Regions from separate parts of the Mus musculus genome. Here regions 2 and 3 are each linked to region 1. A link is a contact called in public promoter capture Hi-C data. All regions are on one chromosome and are shown on one strand. The core of a region is the stretch at or near the end of the contact, and the rest is flanking DNA. Distances in the headings are between cores, read along the strand shown.

The links. Promoter capture Hi-C pulls out the DNA fragments that hold promoters and counts their contacts. Capture Hi-C pulls out chosen DNA fragments and counts their contacts.
Region 2: a promoter capture Hi-C map of adipose tissue shows a contact between it and region 1. The contact joins the promoter of Ccdc189 here to the promoter of Doc2a in region 1. A contact is called at or near these places in 2 of 39 promoter capture datasets (liver and pre-B cells), 4 of 115 datasets of contacts at active chromatin or transcription factors (large pre-B cells, microglia, pro-B cells and 1 more) and 2 of 9 other capture datasets (adipose tissue and liver).
Region 3: a contact with region 1 is called in a promoter capture Hi-C map of hippocampal neurons, with 2.5 times the contacts expected there. The contact joins the promoter of Fbrs here to the promoter of Doc2a in region 1. A contact is called at or near these places in 1 of 39 promoter capture datasets (hippocampal neurons), 6 of 115 datasets of contacts at active chromatin or transcription factors (bone marrow-derived dendritic cells, double positive thymocytes, embryonic stem cells and 3 more) and 1 of 9 other capture datasets (pancreatic islet).

Annotation. Positions count from the first base shown.
Region 1 is chr7:126,845,292-126,849,770 of GRCm38.p6, forward strand. Doc2a (double C2, alpha) reads left to right here and starts at 2,262. Exons shown (of 11, transcript NM_010069.1): 1 at 2,262-2,741; 2 at 3,124-3,571; 3 at 3,929-4,008; 4 at 4,191-4,265; 5 at 4,371-4,479. The coding sequence starts at 3,295.
Region 2 is chr7:127,586,356-127,590,834 of GRCm38.p6, forward strand. It overlaps Ccdc189 (coiled-coil domain containing 189), which reads right to left and starts at 2,240. Exons shown (of 9, transcript NM_001033040.3): 1 at 1,522-2,240; 2 at 1,209-1,240; 3 at 468-533; 4 at 1-89. The coding sequence starts at 1,734. Rnf40 (ring finger protein 40) reads left to right here and starts at 2,343. Exons shown (of 20, transcript NM_172281.2): 1 at 2,343-2,456; 2 at 2,570-2,773; 3 at 3,157-3,324; 4 at 3,402-3,543; 5 at 4,152-4,358. The coding sequence starts at 2,642.
Region 3 is chr7:127,477,078-127,481,556 of GRCm38.p6, forward strand. Fbrs (fibrosin) reads left to right here and starts at 1,881. Exons shown (of 18, transcript NM_010183.2): 1 at 1,881-2,568; 2 at 2,859-3,038; 3 at 3,790-3,825; 4 at 3,912-3,941. The coding sequence starts at 2,122.

The DNA of each region.
Region 1 (4,479 bases), core at 1,012-3,511:
TTGTAGGAATTCGCTCCTTCCTTCTACCATGTTATGTCCTAGAAGCAAACTCAGGTTTGTGTGTCGAGTGCCATTACCATCTGAGTCACCTCACACCCTCAAATGTTTGTGATTTGAGTGTGCTCTTTGGAAGGGGTACAGACACATGGCACAATTCAGAAGCATGCGGATGCGATGGCTCACACCTTTATTCCCAGTACCTACGGTCAGAGGCACACAGATCTCTGATGGCAGCCTGGTTTACACAGTGAGTTCCAGGCCAGCCAGGGTTACATAGTGAGGCCCCATCTCAAAGGAAAAACCATACAGAAAGTTGTATGTTGGAGGCCAAATCTTTCCTATGCTTGCCCTTCCCTGTTCCACAGCAACCTCACTCTTTAGCGGTCACCATAGTTACCATTTTCTTGTGCAGTCTTCTGGAAATAATACATGAACAATTAAACATGTGTGAGGTCTTCCCCTCATTCAAACAGCAGCATTCCCATGGGCTGCTATGCACTCTGCATCTTGGTTTAAGCGAAAGAGAGAAGATGAAGACAACTGTGTGTGTGTGTATCTCAGAAGCCTCATTTTTCATGGCTATATACTATTTTGATATGGGAAATTATGTCATAGCTGATTTAACCAGCCTCCCATTCATGAACATTTCATTTGTTTTCTTTTTAGCAGTTGTAGGTAAGCCAGTTGGTGGTGGTGCATGGCTTTAATACTAGGACTCGGGAGGCAGAGACAGGTGGATCTGAGTTCGAGGTCAGCCTGGTCTAAAAGCACGGTGAGTTCCAGAACAACCAGGACTATACTGAGATACCCTATCTCAAAAAAAAAAAAAGTTGTAGGTAAGAATCTTGAACTATTATTGTGTATATTGCTGGGTATATTGCTAGGATAAGGTCGGAGCTGGAGTTCCAAAGAGCATGTGTATTTGTGATCCAGTGTCAGACCAGTTGCACCAGCAGTGCCATTAACTCATTTAATTAGTAAGTTAAGAGTGCTGAGACTTGAATTTTGCCCATTTCATAGGTGACTGGTATTGTGTTATATAATGTGACTTTATAGTATTCTTTTAAAAAAGTTTTAAAATACAAACATGTAAAATTTACATGTAACGACTACCATGTTATCTTTTCTTTTTCTTTCTTTCTTTTTTTTTTCCAGAGACAGTTTCTCTGTGTAGCCCTGGCTGTTCTGGAACTCACTCTGTAGACCAGGCTGGTATCGAACTCAGAGATCCGCCTGCTTCTGCCTCCCGAGTTCTGGGATTAAAATTGTGTGCCACTATGCCCAGCCCATGTTATCTTTTTTATTTGGTGTTAGGGATCATACACTGTACCAGGGGCCGCAGGCCTGGACAATGTTCAAGTGTACAGTTAGTCAGTATTAAGCATAGTCACATGTTGGGCAGAAGAATTTCTCTGTTGAGTCCCAATATTTAGTGAGGCTGACTTAGTGTCAGGCCGGTCCGAGATGAATCAGCCCCTGTTCTCTGCCGCAACTCCCCGGCTGTAAACAGGGAGATTTAAACTGTCATCAGAGCTGAGTCTAAGGGTTATGGATAGAGGAATATAGAGAGATATAAGTGTGTGTGTGTGTGTGTGTGTGTGTGTGTGTGTGTGTGAGTGTGTGTGTGTGCACTCCAGAAGACTGCTAGGATCAGGTGACTGTAATGACCCGGAAGGCAGTTTTCAGGAGCAAAGGATCCTAGAGGTGGCGGCAATGCTCTGAAACTGAAGGTTACTTGCCAGCTGTGGCCAGGGGATTCTTGGCTTGAAGGGCCTCTCTGAGGATTTGGTCTTTCCAGGAGGTAAGTTCAGGACGCAAGAAAATCAAAGGTTAGGGTTGAAGCCTCCTGTTAGCACACAGCCTGTAATCCCAGTGAGGTAGGAGAGTCAGGAGTTCAAGGCCAACCCAAGCTTCCCATCTGGCTAATGCCCATTAAGATATTTAAAAAACAAGACAGAAGGCTAGTGGCGAGAGGCAGGAGGCAGTTCGTGGTAACTGAAGGTTCGAGGGACAGAACTGGAGATGACAGAGGGTGGTGGGAGATGTGGGTCTGATAAAGAGACCTAGGTTCTAAGGGCTGAGTTGAATCACAAGATGGAAGGAGGGATGGGAAAGCCAGTCTTCTTCCGAATGTGGTTCCCCAGAGCGGCAGGAGCAGGTCTCTCCTCTTTCGCCGGCGGGTCCCTAGGTCACTGCGGATCTCTAAGCCACACCCACGGACACCCAGGGGTAGGACAGCTGCCCTTTCCTTTCCCCTCTGGTGCTTTCTAGGATGGGGGTGTGAGTGGAAACCAGCGTCGCTATGGCAACCAGGCCGGGTGGTCGGGCCCTGGAGCCCTGGGAGCCAGCGAAGGCGAGAGGCGGGGCAGCGGGAGGCGCCAGGGCTGCGCGGCGGGGCGGGGGCCTGGGTCTCCCGGGAGGAGCTGGGGAACACCGGGCGCCTCTCGCGGAGGTGCACGCCAAGTTCTCGGGTGAGTGTGCACGCGTGTGAGCTGGCCCAAGGCTCACGGGCGGGCGTGAGCACGAGCACACGTGTCGAGTGTGCACTCGCGTGCGTTCTGGGGCCCGTGTCTGGCCCTCTGCGCCCCGCGCCCCTCCCGGCCGCCCGCAGCAGCTCCCGCCACTCCCGCCCCGCGCCGCTTCTCGCTCGGTCCTCGCCCGCCGCGCCGCAGTCGCCGCCGCCGCCCAGCCTGCGCCCACGGGCCGCCCGTGCCGGGCACCTGTTGGAGGCTCAGGGACAGGTGCGGGGGCTGGACTGGCCAGGGGAGCGCGGGTGAGGGTGAGAGGCGGAGAAAACGAGGCAGGGGGTCCCTACCTTGGGAGAACGGATGACCCGGGTTAGGGATAGGCAGGCAGGCAGGCAGGCAGGCAGAAGCTTGGGCTGAGTGAAGAGAAGCCTAGAGGGGTGGGTGACACCCTGGCCAGCCCCGCGCCTGGTGCAGAAGATGGCCAGAGCTTCAGAGCAAGCAGCAAAGGAGGGAAGCTGTGGGGTCCCTGGAGGACTTGAGGGGATGGGGACAGAGGGAGAGCCCAGGATGAGAGGAAAACCCTGGAAAGGTGACAGAGGGACAATGTGCAGGTAGTGAGCAGGGTTAAGGGGGAGTCACGACCTGTCTGCTTTAGGACTGATCTGGCAACCCACCCAGCCCTTTGTGAAGCCAGGCCTCCTGCCTGCCCACCAGCCAGCGCAGATCATCTTTTCCCTCGACACCCAGGAAGGGAGGGCAGTGAGGTTCCTACAGACCCCAGCCGGCCACTCCAGCTCTACACCCGTCTCCCAGTCAGAGGTGCTGCATGAGGGGCCGCAGGGGCGATCGCATGACCATCAACATCCAGGAGCACATGGCCATCAACGTGTGCCCTGGACCCATCAGGCCCATCCGCCAGATCTCCGACTACTTCCCTCGCAGGGGGCCAGGACCAGAGGGTGGCGGCGGCGGCGGTGGCACGGGCTGCGGGGAAGCCCCAGCTCATCTGGCCCCTCTGGCTCTGGCCCCCCCTGCGGCTCTCCTTGGGGCCACTACACCCGACGATGGAGCTGAGGTAGACAGCTACGACTCGGATGATACCAGTGAGTCTGGGGGCTCAGTGAGCTTGTGGGAGAGAGCAGCCTCCTGAATGTGTGCGTGGAGGATGGGGAGGAGGGAGGGCAGTCCCGCCACCACAGCTGCAGTCTGGGTGCAGATTACAGCTTCAGCAAGGCTCAATATTCAATATTTCTGCTGAGACACTCCACCACCCACACAGACAGTTGCGGCCGAGCCAGGGACCTAGACGCAGGCATGCACATGGCTGCTCAGCCTCCTGCACATACACTGGCAGGCCAGCAGAGATGTGGACACATCCTTTTAGCCACCAGGTCTCACACCTTGACCTGGACCAAAGACTCATACTACCTTCTCTCTCTCTCCTTGCCCTTTTTCTGCAGCCGCCCTGGGCACACTGGAATTTGACCTTCTCTATGATCAGGCTTCCTGCATGCTGCACTGTAGAATCCTCAGGGCCAAGGTGTGTATCCCTCCTTCCTAGGCTGTCACCCTTGGGGAGAGGTTCCATCTTCCCCCCAATCAGAGGTACTCCTTCCTGCTCCTTCTGCATCTCTGGAACTGTACTCTGTGGGGAATCTAGTCCTGCAGGAGGCGGGAGAAAGGCTTGGGGGTCTAAAGTCCCCTTTGCATCCTGTCCTCCAGGGCCTCAAGCCCATGGATTTCAATGGCCTGGCTGACCCCTATGTAAAGCTTCACCTCCTGCCAGGAGCCTGCAAGGTATGTCTCCTTCCAGGACCGGCTTGGTTTATGGGTCCCTTCCTACCCCCACCTTTGGGGCTGGCAGGGTCCATGCATCAGAACCCTTTGTCCCCCATGCCCCAGGCCAATAAGCTAAAAACCAAGACACAGAGGAACACACTGAACCCTGTGTGGAATGAGGAGCTGACGTACAGCGGGATCACGGATGATGACATCACCCACAAGGTGCTCA
Region 2 (4,479 bases), core at 990-3,489, 740 kb after region 1:
AGATAAGTGCGTGGGAGAAGAGGTCCAAGATAATGGCATCCCGCAGGCTCTGCTCAGGAAAGCCAAGCTCCAAGAGCTCAGCAAGAACCCTTGGGGGGGGGGGTGGAAGAGGCATGAGTGACAGACAGCAGGGGTTCGCCCGCCCCCCACCTCACCTTAGGATTTATTTCTATTATATGGGTAGTTTCCCTGTATATGTGCAACACATGCTTTTCTGGTACCCATGGAGACCAGAAGAAGGTATTGGATCCTCTGGAACTTGAGTTATAGACTATGTGGATGCTGGGAACCAAACCTGGGTCCTCTGGAAGAACAGCCATTGCTGTTAATGGCTGAGCTGCCTCTGCAGCCCTGAACACAAGCCTCTTCTCGTCTCCATTGCCTGACACTCACTCTATACTTTAAAGTTTGTCATTTCTTGTGTCTCCCCTCCCAAGAGTTCAGTCTCGCCCAACTCAAACCCATACTCTCTCATCTTTTCCACAGTGGCTGCCTTCTCCAGTCTGTGCATAGAATGGATGTCCAGGTATTTCCTGTCAGGAAAAGATGAGACAAATCACTGGTGGTTCATACAACTTCCCCGATGGGGCTGCAACTTGGAGAGTTTCAGTGGGGATCAGGAGCTGAGACTTGGCGAACTTGCTAAGGAACCTTTAGCAAATCATTTCACTGTCAACGGGGAACATCATGGTCTAGAATCCAGTCTGTAGATTTAGCAGATTTTTTTTTTATTTATAAACCCACTGATTAGAAAAGAGTTGTGCCAGGTAGTGGTGGTACACTCACTGTACCCAGCACTGTGAGGCAGAGGCAGGCGGATCTCTTGAGTTTGAGGCCAGCCTGGTCTACAGAGTGAGTTTCAGGATAGCCAAAGCTACAAGGAGAAACAATGTCTTGAAAACCCCCCAAAAAACAACTTTGAGTCCTTGTCTTGCTCTGTGTGACCTTGATGAAGTCCCCTGGGCCTTGGCATCGGTGTGCACAGTGCTCCATCATTGCAGCTGTGTACATTCCTGCCTTTGCCTCCCTTCTCACACCGCCACTTTACACTGAGGCACCTGGCACGCTGGTGACTCGTTACCTTGAGCACTTCTCAGTCTCATCTTTGTAAAACTGGAGAGCCCTGGCTGGACAGGACTGTTGAGGACACCTTACAGGAGTAATACAAATGAGAAGTGTAACTTTTCCCCTGGGCTCTCCACACTCACCACATACAGATCCGGGGCTGGGGTAGTGGTGGCTGCGGAGAGAAGACAGATTATGGGACAAATAGATACGACAGTATGTATCCCCTAGTCCCTAGTACCTCATGAATTTCTAGCAGGTCTGAGTGTGCTATAATTTTAACTATAGCAAAATAGGTAAAACCGGGCTTCGGTGGGCTCGAAATACTATTTAGCAGCCTATTTACAATCAAAGCAACTCCAGGAAATTCCCTAATGTTGATAAACGTAATGACTGGCGGCACCTTTTTTGGGAAACCTAAGTATTCACTAGAGGACAACTCTGTCCCGCCCTCACCGGGAACAAGTTGGCTCCAGGATCTTCAGCCACTTCCACAGGGCTACTAGTGGCTTCTGCGGGCGACTCGGTCTGCATGTCTGTTCCGTTCCTTATGGCCGAGCCGTCCACCGAGCTGGGACTCCTGTCCAGTTCCTCCTGCAATTTGGGAGATTGTTCCGACTCCATCTGCACCTTCATTCCCAGGCTCTGGCTGGAACTGGGGGTAATCATCTCTTCGTCCTTCTTAGCCTCAGTCAAGGGCTCTCCAGCCTGGGCTCTGGGACAGCCAGCTCTCCCACTGCAAAGCCCGGTCCTGCCCCTTCTAGTGTTTCTTCAGAGGCGGTGAAGCGAGAGGCAGCCAATCCGCAGAGGGCGTCTTCCCAACTTGTCTCCCCGGTGACCGTTGTTAAGGAAAGTAGAAAGTACAAGCCCACGCCAATCATTGAAAAGATAGAGCGCATGCGTAACGAGTTGCACGTGCCTCTTAGAAGTTGCTTGTAAGGGTGCTTTTGAGGGTCGGTCTTTTTAAAGATTTAATTTAAATCTTTAAAAGATTGTGTTTGTGCGTGCGTGTGCGCACATATGTACAGGATGTTCGGGAGGGCTCCGCGGAGGCCAGGAGAGGATGACGGATCCTCTGGATCTGGAGTTACAAGGGGTCGTGTACCGAGTACCCCGAACAGCAGCAAAGGCTCCACCCCTCCATCTCCTAGTGCAACTGCGGGGTCAGTAACTATGGGAACCGCCTGCTGGCCAATCATTAAGAGAAATACAGTCCGTCGCGGGGTTGGAGGGGTGGGACTAAAAGACTCGAGAGGAGGAACCAAGAGCTACCAATAGAAACAGGAAATAAGTTTCGCCACATCCGGAGCGGCTCTGACGCCTGCGCTGTGCGTCTGGCGGCCGGTGACGTCCGGTGAAATCCAAGATGGTGGCGCTTGGCTGACCCTACGGTAAGTGCGGACCCCCGTCCGGCGGGGGCGGGGTCCGGGAGATATGTCCAGGGGGACGCTCAGGACTGCGGAGCTCCAGACGCATCCACAGCTCAGCTCTCTGTTTTCTGCAGGTGACGGAAGTGCCGCCTCCACCCGCCTGCCAGCCCCGGAGAGCCCTGAGTTGCCCCTCCGCCACCGCCGCTATGTCTGGCCTCAGCAACAAGCGCGCCGCCGGCGACGGGGGCTCAGGACCCCCAGAGAAGAAGATGAACCGCGAGGAGAAGACCACGACCACTCTAATCGAACCCATTCGTCTCGGCGGCATTTCTTCCACGGTTGGTGGGCTTTTGCGAAAGTCACATTTGGCCTGCGCCCAAAGTGTTTGGAATCTTGTGTGTGCTCGTGTGTATATACACAAACCGGGTGGTGAGGGTGGGTGTGCCAACGGCGTGAATGTGATCAGAGAACAACTTTACGGAGTCCCTTCTGGCCTTTTACTTATGCGCACATATGTTCCCGTAAGTCCTGTGTGATGTGTCTGAGTTGGAAACAGGTAGGGGCAGGAACGGAATGTGAAGCTCTCATGACTAGCATATTCTCTTTGCAAGTGTCTGAGCCTTGCTATATACCTCTCCCCTTTCAGTCTAATCCTTGTCCTATTGTGTGTCAGTGATGGTTCAGGGTCCTGCCCGACACTCTGCCTCTTCCCTTCTGGTAGGAGGAGATGGATTCCAAGGTACTGCAGTTCAAGAACAAGAAGCTGGCGGAGCGGTTGGAGCAGCGGCAAGCCTGCGAGGATGAGCTCCGGGAGAGAATTGAGAAATTGGAGAAGAGGCAGGCCACTGATGATGCCACACTCCTCATCGTCAACCGCTACTGGGCCCAGGTGGATGCCTGAAGAGCGAGCGTCCTACTGGGAGAAGCCCTGAGGCATTCCTAACCTCTTGTTCTTTCTTCTTTCAGCTGGATGAAACTGTAGAAGCCCTCCTCCAGTGCTACGAGAACCAGAGGGAACTGTCTTCAGGGACAGAGGTGCCTGGGTGCCAAGAGGGCCTGACCCGTGATGTGATCCCTCGACCAGACCCAGGGACATCAGATCTGAGGGGTAGGACCAGGGCCCTGGGGAGCTTATGTTCTCAGAAAGGTTTTGAGGAGGAGGTGACTTTGATGTGGGGCTACCGAAATGCCCGGCACTTGGGAAGCAGAAGTTGCTGTCCTGGAACTCACTTTGTAGACCAGGCTGGCTTCAAACTCAGAAATTTGCCTGCCTCTGCCTCCCGAGTGCTGGGATTAAAGGCGTGTGCCACCACGCCCATCGTGAGACTCTGTCTTAAAAACATGGGTTTTTTGTTTTTTTTTTTTTTTTTGGTTTTTTTAATATTCTTTTTTAATGGAATGAACAAAGTTTTAGAATCTAATTGGATTTTCATAATCCCAGCCTTCTGAAAAGTAGAAGCAGAAGTCTTTCTGTTTATCAATTAATTCATTTATTTTGGTTTTTCAAGACAGGGTTTCTCTGTGTAATGTTGGCTGACTTGGAACTCACTCTGTAGACTAGGCTGGCCTCAAACTCAGAGTGTGCTGGGATTAAAGGTGTGCGCCACCACCACCCGGCAGCCATGGAATACCAAGCAGCTTATTCTGGGACTTGGTAGAGGTTGATGGTCCCTGCTGTGGCCTTTCATTCTGATGAGGATTCTCTGTCCCTTCCAGAACCGCTGCCAGTGCAGTTTCGAGCCCCTCTCAGTGAGCCGGCCTTGGCTTTTGTGGTGGCACTGGGCGCCAGCAGCTGTGAGGAAGTGGAGCTGCAGCTGCAGGGTCGGATGGAATTCTCCAAGGCTGCCGTGTCTCGGGTGGTCGAGGCCTCGGACCGCCTGCAACGGCAGGTGGAAGAACTCTGTCAGCGAGTATACAGCCGGGGTTAGTTCTGTGGACCCTACCCTGAGAAATCCACCCTGGCCTGCGTTGTTCAGAGTCCCCAGTAAATGTCAGCCTTGTTCTTGTTGGGACAACTTAGTTCAGACGGGGATTTCAGCTTTAG
Region 3 (4,479 bases), core at 631-3,130, 630 kb after region 1:
TGAAAAGGCCTTGGAACAGGTTAAGGCCTTGAAGATGTTATTTACTCCTCCCAAATGCTGCCATCGCCAACTTAGGACAATCTATCATAGAGAGTCGACCGGCACAAAGTCTGTTAGGGAATTTATCACTATTTTATATCGACAAGAAAACAAGGGTTGTCAAGGAAATGTCCACATTAAAAGAACAGCCAGGGCCAGTGAGATGGCTCCACTGAAAAAGCGCTTGGTACATACATAAGCTTAGTAACCAGAGTTTGATCCCCAAAACCCATGAACATGTTGAAGACTCTACAAAGTTGTCCTCTCGTCTCAACATACATCTAATGGCACTCGCACCCTCACATACATCATGCCCACACACTAATGATACATTAAACAATCAGATCAGAGTGGTACAACCTAAGTGCTGCAGTTGGTGGCACAGTGGCCAGGACCTTCACTCTGGAGCTAGAATCCTGGCAGTTTGTATACAGATACCTTTGGTAAAATGGATCGGAGAGCAAATATTTACCTCGGAACTCATTACCAAGTGAATTAATGTGAGAGAGTACTTCGCACTGGAGTGCAAAGTGTTTATTATTGTTGAGCACAGGAAGGGACGGCCACTGGGAGCTTGGTCTCCGCCCCACCTCTGACTCTCGCGGATCGTGCTTGGGTTTTCTGAGACGCCACGGTAGACAGATCCGCCCAAAGACGGGCAGAAGGCATTAGCGCCATGCGCTTGCGCGAAATACCAACAGGCAAAAAGGCAGCCACTACACACCAGAAAAGCGCACCTAGGACAGCCTAACGCCTACCAGTGGCCTGCTGCCTACCACTCCAGGCACCACCTCCCAGTGCCTCGCACTGTCTCTCAGTAGATGGCCAATAAACAGAGAGCAGGAAGAGGCGGGTGGCCTAAGGAACTGCTCCAAACACCTACTTCGGACCAGTCCAGTCACAAGACCTGGGGAGGGCGGGGCTAACCTGACAACCCAATCCCACATTTGAAGGCTGTTACGTCCGGCACTCCGGCGACTTTGACTCCGCCCTTTGCATTGACGTTTACTTGCCAACCTATAAACGACTGAGCCTCGGAGGGAGGGGGAAGGAGGCGGAGAGAGGAAGGAGGCGTTGGCTGAGGAGGAAGAGGGAGGAGGGGCAGGGAAGTTCTGGTGGAGAAGAGCCGTAGACGCCGAAGAAGACAACAGGAGGATACGGCGGAGTTCCTCACTGTCCAGTGGCCTTTCCGGATCCTTCTAGCTACAAGCCGGTTAGGAACGGAGGAAAGGAGGAAGAGTCTTTTATGTCGGAGGACAGAGAGAGAAGCTCTATCCGTCACCGTTGCCTCACATCCGGGACTTTGGACGGCAGGCTCCGCCCCCTTGCACCTTTCAAGGCTACGGGAGGCGGAGACCTCGTTAAATCTCCTTAAAGGGGTGGGTACCGAACTCGGCCGACTCCAACGCCAGTCTTAAAGGGGACAGCAGAAGCTGACAAACAACTCCTGCTGGAAGAATTGGGGCAAGTGGAGTTTTCCTACCTCCTGCCCCACGCAAGAAGTTCATTAAATTCATCTTAAAGGGGAAGTGACAGCCTGTGAAGGGCTAGAAACTTAGCTACGCTCTCTAAAAAGGGACGACTCGCTGTTTGAAGGCCTCTGGACTCTTTAAAGGGGTGGCCTCTTTCAGCCGGAGGACTTGAGACACTTTTAAAGGGGAAGTCGTGCTTTCCGCCCCTTTTAAAGGGGTGGTCCTTCCTCTTCCTCTGGGAGACTTGCCTCGACCCCTGGCACGGGGCCGCCACCGCACTAGACCAGCCGGACACGGTGGAGTCGTCTTAAAGGGGCCGGGGGCTGGACAATTTGAGGCCTCGCCTTAAAGGGACGGCCGCCCAGTTTTAGTCGTCGCGGCCCCGCCAGCCCTACAGGGGGGGCCTTCAGGCTTGTCGCCCCGGGGGCGGCGCCGGCTCTCTGGGCCTTGGCCTTGGGGCAAGCCAGAGGCCAGCGGATCCTGTTTTAAAGAGGAAGCCGGAGCTCTCCCGTCCCTGTGCAAGCGCCAGCGCCGCGCTCGCGACCCGGGGCCTGTGGACAGGCCGCTTCGGGCCCCGCCGCCTCCGGATGCGGCGCTGAGGGCCGTCACCATGGAGACGGCCGCGGCCCCAGGCCCGGGCTGGGCAGCTGAAGGGGAGCGGCGACGGAGACGCTGCTCGCGGCGAGACCGTGATCGGGAGCAGCGGCGCCGCCGAGGTCCAGGCGGTGACGCGCCCCGGGCCTTGTTGGCCGCCCCGCGAGGCTCTTCATCCTCCTCGTCACCGCCGCCGCCCGCCCGTCCCTGGTCGTCAGCTTCATCTGGAGAGCGGCCTGGGGGCCTACGACGGCGGCGGCCCCGACCCAGGCCTCGACCCCCGAGACCGCGAGCTCGGAAGCGGCCTGCCGGTTCGGGCAGCCGCGGAGAGGAAGAGGACGAGGAGGAAGAGGGGGGCGCAGACGACGGAGAAGCCGAGGAGGAGCCTGAGGAGGAGGAAGAGGAGGAAGACCTGATCGATGGTTTTGCCATCGCTAGCTTTGCCAGCCTTGAGGCCTTGCAGGTGTGCCCTAATGGGATTTGGGGGTCTTTGGGAGGTGGGTCAGAAGGGCAGAGAGAAGGGTATAGCCCTTACAGAGGATGGGGTTGAGGGGGCAGTGGTGACACCCCAAACCAGAGCAACCGGCTCCTCTTGCCGGGTTTCTGCCCCACCCTGGGGTGGGAGGAGGTAGAGCTAGTGTCTGGGGACTACCTAGGTTCCCCTGCTTGAGAGGCACTTGAGTAACTTGGTCACCCTTAGAGAGTTAAGGAGCTTTTCTTTCTCCAACCACATTTCCACCACCTCTTCTACAGAAGGATGCATCTCTTCAGCCCCCAGAACGACTGGAACATCGGCTGAAGCATTCTGGGAAACGGAAGAGGGGGGGCTCCAGTGGGGCCACTGGGGAACCAGGGGACAGCTCAGACCGTGAGCCTGGCCGACCCTCTGGGGATAGGCCCCGTAAATGGCCCAATAAGCGAAGAAGGAAAGAGGTGAGCATGTCCCAGATTCCAGTCCTTCCAATTTGTTCAGTCGGAATATATCATTCCTGTAGACTGACTTCCCACGAGCATCACAACTGCCGATCCCAGCAGTAATCCTAGTGTCTAGGAGCACAGGGGAAGGCAGAACAAATTGGACAGCAGCCCCATCTCCAATCCAGGTCTGAAGGACCTAACTAGAGTCAAACTCACTTGCTTTTGCTTGTGCTATGTATACTACTAACAAGCTGATAATTCAAGAGATACATCAAAGACAGCTGAATTATAAATAAGAGATGTCCTGTCCTTTCCTCTAGCTGGTGGCAGCCTAAGGGGAAAGAAACAGCCAAAAAGCAAGCACCTAGACTAGCTTGAGCAGCTGTGTAAGGCAGTGATCTGGGAGAGATCTAGGCAAAGTGCTACAGAAACCCACATGAGGAAGCCACTCATTCTGTCTGGGGGATGGGCAGAGGGTTGCGGTTAGGGAAAGCCCCCTAGAACGTCTTGGGCCCCAGTGTAGTCAGAAGTTTGCTGAGGAAAGAAGTGAGGAAAAGTTGTTTTGAATACAGTTTTAAGATTTGAGAACCTAGAGTATTAGGAAAATAGTAAGCTGGTTGGTAGCGGAGGTGGAAGTAAACAGAGAAACAAGAGCATGATGGAGAGTAGCTTTTAAGTCCTCTTGAAGGTCTTGCTGGGAGTAGTGGCTTTGTACAGTTGCTTGGTCAGTCAGCCTCCCTTACTTCTGGACTCTGGTCTTTCTCAGGCCTTCTCCCGTCACTCTCTGGAAGCTGGATATATAGTAAGTGTCACCTACCTGTAATGGCCCATCCCTTCCCTGTTGGGTCCCTCTCCTATCCCCTGATGTCTTTCTCTTTATCTTCTCAGTGTGACGCAGAAAGTGATCTGGATGAGAGGGTGAGTGGGGCCAGGAGCTGTTGGGTGGGCACTATTGTGGGGGTTTAAGCAAGCAGCCTGCAGTTTGAACAACTCCCACAAACAATAGACATCCTTCCTAAATGGGAACATGGGGCATATTGAACCAGAATTAAGTTTTGAGGAGGAAGGGAGAGAAGAAAAAGGTATTGGGTTGAGAGGTGAGGCCACAGTGTCCATGTGTTTTTGAAGGGTCAGTTCTCCTTCTAACATGGGGTGGAACTCAGGCCATCAGGCGTCACAAGTGCTTTTACCTGTTGAGCTATCTTGATGACCCTGGGCTTTTTTTTTTTTTTTTTTGGTTTTGTTTTTATTTTTTGGTTGTTGGTTGGTTTTGTTTGATTTGAGGGTTTGTTTGGTTTGTGTTTTGCTTTTAATTTTGTGTGTGGGTATTTTGTCTGCATGTATGCCTGCATATCCTCAGGAACTGGACAGTTGTGAGCCTCCATGTGGGTGGTAGGAGTTGAACCTGGATCTTCTGCAAGAACAGCCAGGGCTCTTAACTGCTGATCTGTCTCTC